Linked DNA regions of Zea mays: region 2 is linked to region 1. Evidence: chromatin contacts called from public Hi-C data. All regions are on one chromosome and are shown on one strand. Each heading gives the region's core, a stretch centred on a gene start, on an enhancer-like site or on the middle of the called end of the contact. The rest is flanking DNA. Distances are from core to core; before and after follow the strand shown.

Region 1 (2,977 bases), core at 317-2,816:
TGACTTGCTCCAGACATGAGATAGATCGACGCCGCCACAAACCTGCAGGCTGCAGCCGCTTGTGTGTCTGAACCGTCTGTCAGTTCACCCCTGTTATTATTATTTGTAGTACTATCCGTAGCTTCTGAGAAATCTCATGTCTGCGTATATACATTATAATTCAGGGTCAGGAAGTACGTCTACGTCGCGATTAATTAATAAAAAAAGTATCCAATATTTTTTTCTAGAAAACACACACACACACAAGCCTGTCAAGCCATTGTTCTATGTATTCTTTATCTATTACCGAAGTCGTTGATCCTTCGCTTCCTCCATATCTCCACCACCCAATGAAAGTTGTCCTATAATTTTAGGCACGCGTCAACCGAGATTTGTTGTTTTAGTTAGGTCTCTCCACCGACGAACAATGATATATACATAGCGACAGCGACCTTTGTCCGGAGACACCCGACCCGACCCCTTCAGATTCTTTCCTTTTCATTCGCTGACAAGGACAGGACGGTTTGAGTGTTTGATTGATTGGCACCACAGCACAGCAGGATCGTCGTTCGTTGTTCCGCTCGTGGTGCCAATCTGCACTGCAGAGGATTCTCCAGACGACCAATCTGCACTGCAGGGGAATTATAGGAGTGCAGATTGGTCGTCTGGAGAATCCAACTCGCAAAAGGCATTCACTTTCACGCACATTAGAGGGAGCCTATCTGTATGTTTGGTTACCCGCATCATCTCATCTTGGACCACCGTATGCGTTGACTCTATCTGAGCTCATGTTTGGTTGCCTGCACAAGGGGGGCGCAGGCTGCATGAGCGGATGCAAAATAAGCCATTTTATAGCTATTTGGTTGCATCCACTCGTACGCAGAAAAATACCGTATCAGGTCAACCAGGGTCACCCGATCCTGCGCGTCCGGATATAGGCATCCAATCAGGCGATATATACATACGTCCAGTCTCCAGTCAAAGTAAACCGCAGCTTTCACTTGTGTGTTGGTTGCCGTTGCAGGGAAATAAACAAGAGAGCGGACATCCTCGCTTTGGACGGACGTGGAAAAAGTGGCATTATTCCCTCGGTAATCCCTCGTAGTTTATTCACCTCTCTCCTCTCTAGAGGAGGTGAGGGCAGGATAAAAAGTTGAGTGCAAGCTAAATTAAAGGCGTCGCCTAGCCCCGTCAGGGTTAAGTGCCTGCCAGTTTGGTGGGCATTTGTTTACCGCCGCTAGCTGGTCGCCAGCCATCGTCGCAGGCATGAGGCATGCTTTTGTTGATGCTCTCTTTGCCCACACTCCCAAACAGTGCTGGTGCTGGTGGTGATGGTGGTGGTTAGGATCGAGTATAACAGCGACAGCATGCAGAATCTAGCTAGTGCCAGTTCAATGTTGGAGAAAAGAAACAGGAGGATATATACCTACTGAGAAATACTATGGACACAATGTTGGGTCTAGGGTATTTTTTTGGCAAGAAATACTATGGATACAATTTTGCAGGCCGGCTGGTCTGGCTGTTTGCCCAGGTTATGAGACTGGGCTTTGCAGGCCCACAGGTGCGTTGAAGGTTTGGAGAGGAAGGAAGGCGAGCTGGAGAGGAAGGAAGGCGAGCCTGCTGGCCTTGGTGCGTGCAGTGTGCGGGCCTGGGCGCATCAGAATTACATATTGTTGTAAGGATTATTTCAGGAAATTCACCTCAACTCACTTATGGGATACACGAGGTAAGTGCACATATCAACATAAAACCCCACTTTTAACAGGTGGTGTTGACTCAACTGGATCTATATATTTGATAAAACCTTCCACGGAGGTTTACATATTGATCCTCAAGTTGATGCCTTCAAGACATACTATATGACATTTAGTTTTCCACAATTGTGGTCAATATTGAGCATTTGCTCTCCCTAACGATGACATTTATCAAAGCCGTTATCCCTCATAACTCAAACACATTCTTCAAGATAAGTGCCTCATTGTTCATCTGGAATAATAAAGATGGATGAGATTGGTGTGCTATAATTTTCTATCTTACACCATAATGTATATATAGTTGTGCAAATCAAATAACTTATCCTTCCAAATGTCTTAGGGAATAATATACTTGCAGTGGTACACTATAAATATGACTCATTGCTCCAGGCGTTCTTTCATTGTAATTTCTATGTTGGTGTAACAAAGGTCCATCAAAGATTGCAATCCTCAGGTATTCTTCATCAATCAGATACATCGTTATAGTCTGTTATTCTGGCTTAATGGGATATTTTGCCAGTAACAACTAAATCTTTCAAGTTTCTGCCATCATGGCTTCTGAGGATACTGTAATTTCACATCTGGTGGAATACATGAGTGTGCATATACCTAGTAAAATTCGTGCCATCCACATGTGCTTATCAGGCGAACTTCAAGTCCTTTTGTACCTTATCTTATTTCTTTTTGGGTATGTATGGGTCTTTATCCTTTTATAGGGGTTATCAAACTTTGATGTGAAACATAAACCTTCTTTCTTCTAGAAAGGTTCCATCAGCGAACAATAATCTCAACTATGAGGTATTCTGTCTACACAGGAGAGTGACCATTCATTAGGAATGTATTATCGGTATGAGATTTACATGTTGGGTACTTATAATTCAAGAATATGAGTCCTCCTAGGATCTCATGACGGATCTTCATAATCCTTTAACTACATATTTTAATTCATGTCATTTGTCAGATATTTTAAATAGTAGAACAATGTTTATTCAACACATATGTAGGGATGGGTCTCTCATCTTCTCTCTACATTCTTCAATTTGAGCAATACACTGCTACCAGAAAATGGCCCCTATAGCCTACAGGTACCCACTTGCTAGGAAGCTCGTCTTCTAATCGAACATCGTTTCCTTTGGGACTTCGTTGAACATGGGCTGCAGAGGAGCGGTCACGCTCTCGTAGAGTGCTAGGGAGGAGTGGGGATTGTGGTCCCGCAGAGGCACACCCAACCTTTAGAGTGGTGC
Region 2 (3,035 bases), core at 335-2,834, 140 kb before region 1:
AATTGTATTAAATTTAGATGTCCCCAACCTTTCCTTGAAAAGCATCCCAAATAATAGTTGCCTCATGATCTGTGTACATTACTATTGTAATTTTACAAACAAGTTATTTGAATGACACAAGTTAGTTGTAAGAATAACACATAAATACCATGCAGGAGATATAGAAAATAAAATTTCCTCTCAAGACAAAAATATTCATGCGATATTTAAAAAGGAAAGTGATTCTCACTAAAGATAAAAATGAATCAACATAACATTTGTTCTATGAATGTCATTATGCTCGTTTCCTTTAGCGTGCAGTCCATGGTGTAATCATTTCTACTACATATTTGGTAGTTGATCAAAGCACAATGTAATCTTATTGAATAGGACAATAAGATCTTCATTGGATAATTTATTAATAAGGAATGATACAATGTTTAAAAATAAAAACGATTTTGCAGGTTCTCAAGGTTCAGTTCCAAACATGGATGTTTCATGTGTGTCAGTCATGGATGATCACAAACATGGATGTTTCATGTGTGTCAGTCATAAAATCCTATGTCATTGAGTCCTTCACATCTTATGGATGACCTTATTATTTTTCGTTTGTAATAATATTGTGAGACTGTTGTAAACATTTAAAGTAGGTACATTTGAGTAACTTTAAACCACATCTAAGCCAAAAGTTTCTAATATCTAAAAGAGATCTTTTACAAATTACAGTTATAGAAGAGGAGATAGGAGATTTTTTTGTAGCATCTTCATCTTCTAAGGGCTTGTTTGGATGCATTCATTTTTTATGAAACTGGTTTGTAGAAATTAGAGTGGTTCCAAACATTTCAGTATATATCCCAGTTTATAGAAACGGTATTCCCAGTTTCTTAAAAACCAAGAAGCTACTCCCTCTAGCTAAAACCAGCTTTTGTTTGTTTAATTTCATCATGTCCTTGTCGAATTCATAGAATTTACATCTATTGCCACCATTTTTTTAATTAGAGGAAATATATGTTAGTAATTGTGTATAAAAAACTAGAAACTGGCTTATTATAAATTGAGTTCCAAACACCTCCACCCAACCTGTTTTTATAATCCAGTTTCTAAAACTGAGAATAGAAATTGTTTTATTTAAAAAAACTGTTGTGTTTCCAATCTAGCACAAAAACCCTAAAATTGTTTTTACAATGTTATTGTCTCTATAGATTATAGCTACACTAGTCCAAACAGTCGGTTTTAATCCGATGCGAACTTTTTAATATAGTAAATTGGATAGAGCATGATGGTGTTGTACCTCCTTTGTTGAAATATGTGTTGCACTTCCCGCACCGGTGATGAGCGTAAGCTCGTGTTCAGCGAAACCAGAATCATAAATATAGGTAAATAAAGGAAAAAAACCCTAAAGGTTGATTTGGTGACAACAGAATCACGTGAGGATTGAAGGGCCCGTGATCTCGGGTCACCAAATCAGCCCTAAACGTCGGCATGACCATGTTCAGACTTGTCCATGCCGCGTACCAAAAAATCCGCCGCATTTCCCCAAGAGCCGGGCTGCCTGATCTCACAAGTCACACCAACGATTTGGATCCTGAACCGGCCTCCGGTTTCGGATTCCAATTCCACCGGCCACCCCGAGCCCGATATCGTCTTCTAATCTCATCCGCTCCGTGCCGCACCGCAAAACGCAGATCCCTGCCTGCACACGGCATCCGGAGTTCCGGACTCCCCTCCTCTTCTCGGGCAGCCGGGCGCCGCTTCGCCTCCTCCTCGCAGGCAAGAAGAGCAGCCAGCCGCTTCGCGATCGGGGACGCGGAGAGGGGAAAGGCGAGTCGTCGTCCGTCCACGGCAGCTTCCCTCCCTCTCCTCTCCGCCCCCGCTTACCTAGCCCGGCCCCTCCTACGCCCCCCCCCTCCCGCCGCCGCACGATGAGCACCTCTCCGGCCGCGTCCGCCGCCGCGTCGCCTCCGCCGCCTATTGCCTCCGCCGCCGAGGCCTCGCGGGCGACGGAGACGTTGGTGGTCGACGAGAGGGTCGCCTCACACGTGGACCCGTTCCTCGTAGAGGCGCTCGACAACCCTCGCCACCGCCTCATGGGTACGTGCCGAGCCGCCTTATCTGTTCGCTCACCACTTTACATTGCTTCTTGCGCCTGCGATTTCGGTGTCGTAGGATCATGCTTGTGCGGATGTGATGGTCGCTGTGGCTTCGCGTCGGTGGGCGGTGGGATTTGGGCTGGGATTCTCGCGCCTTGTCTCTAGGGTTTGGGTCTGGTGCTTCCTCAGTGCGGAATTGGGGATTATAATTCCTTTAGGTTTCATTTTATCTCGGGTAACTGCGGGATAATAGCCTAGTAGGGAAATTGTGGGGATTCTTAAGGATTAAGTTTCTGATTTATCTCTGCCTTATTTAGCTCGTCTGTTGTGGTGGCTTTTGCGTCTTGCTGATGCTGATTATGCTTCCGGTTCTTTATTATGAGCCACAAAACAATATTGATCGGCAACCTGTAGTTTTGGCTCAGTTTTAGGCTTACAGTTGGTTTAGTGTATCGAAAATTGCTCGTAAACTTGAATGGATACGTCATTGTCGTGGTTGTAGAGGTTTTAACAGTAAGGAATCAAGTTTTTTTGGACAATTGTTGTAACCTCTACAACGGAACTAGCAGTGTACATAGAAAGGAGGGATCTGTTCAGTGAATTGAATGGTATTAACCAGAACAACGTGCTTTGAAATTGTATTAACCAGAACAATCTCCTCATTCTCCACTCTAATGCTAACATTTTCTCCCACCAGACTATAACCATATGATATTTCCCCCTTTTTTGGTTGCTTTCATGCCTTTGGCCCTGTTTGTTTCCCTCCTAGATTATATAAGTTGGATTATGGTGGAAGGGTAGACGAGTAAAATATCAATTTGGGATTATAAATAAGCTGAAATAAGCTACCCAATACTAGCTTATTTCAGCTTATTTGTGGTCCTAAAGTGATATTTTACCCTTCTACCATTCCACCATAATCCAACTTATATATAATCTAGGAGGGAAACAAACACACCCTTGAAA

Evidence for each region. Hi-C and Micro-C count contacts between places; a contact is called where the count stands out from the background.
Region 2: a contact with region 1 is called in a Hi-C map of leaf, with 4 times the contacts expected there. The contact joins the promoter of LOC100282422 here to the enhancer-like site in region 1. A contact is called at or near these places in 3 of 25 Hi-C or Micro-C datasets (ear, leaf and tassel).

The regions. Positions count from the first base shown.
Region 1 is chr8:106,989,715-106,992,691 of Zm-B73-REFERENCE-NAM-5.0, reverse strand. No RefSeq gene overlaps it. Among protein-coding and RNA genes, the nearest start is that of LOC103637156, 27 kb to the right of the region's middle. Within about 2 kb of position 1,566, at least 16 of the 20 cell types and tissues checked have an H3K27ac peak or open chromatin away from gene starts, as enhancers often do. A contact at or near this core is called in ear, leaf and tassel, where this site is marked.
Region 2 is chr8:107,131,069-107,134,103 of Zm-B73-REFERENCE-NAM-5.0, reverse strand. LOC100282422 (nucleic acid binding protein) reads left to right here and starts at 1,584. Exons shown (of 4, transcript NM_001155333.2): 1 at 1,584-2,070. The coding sequence starts at 1,902.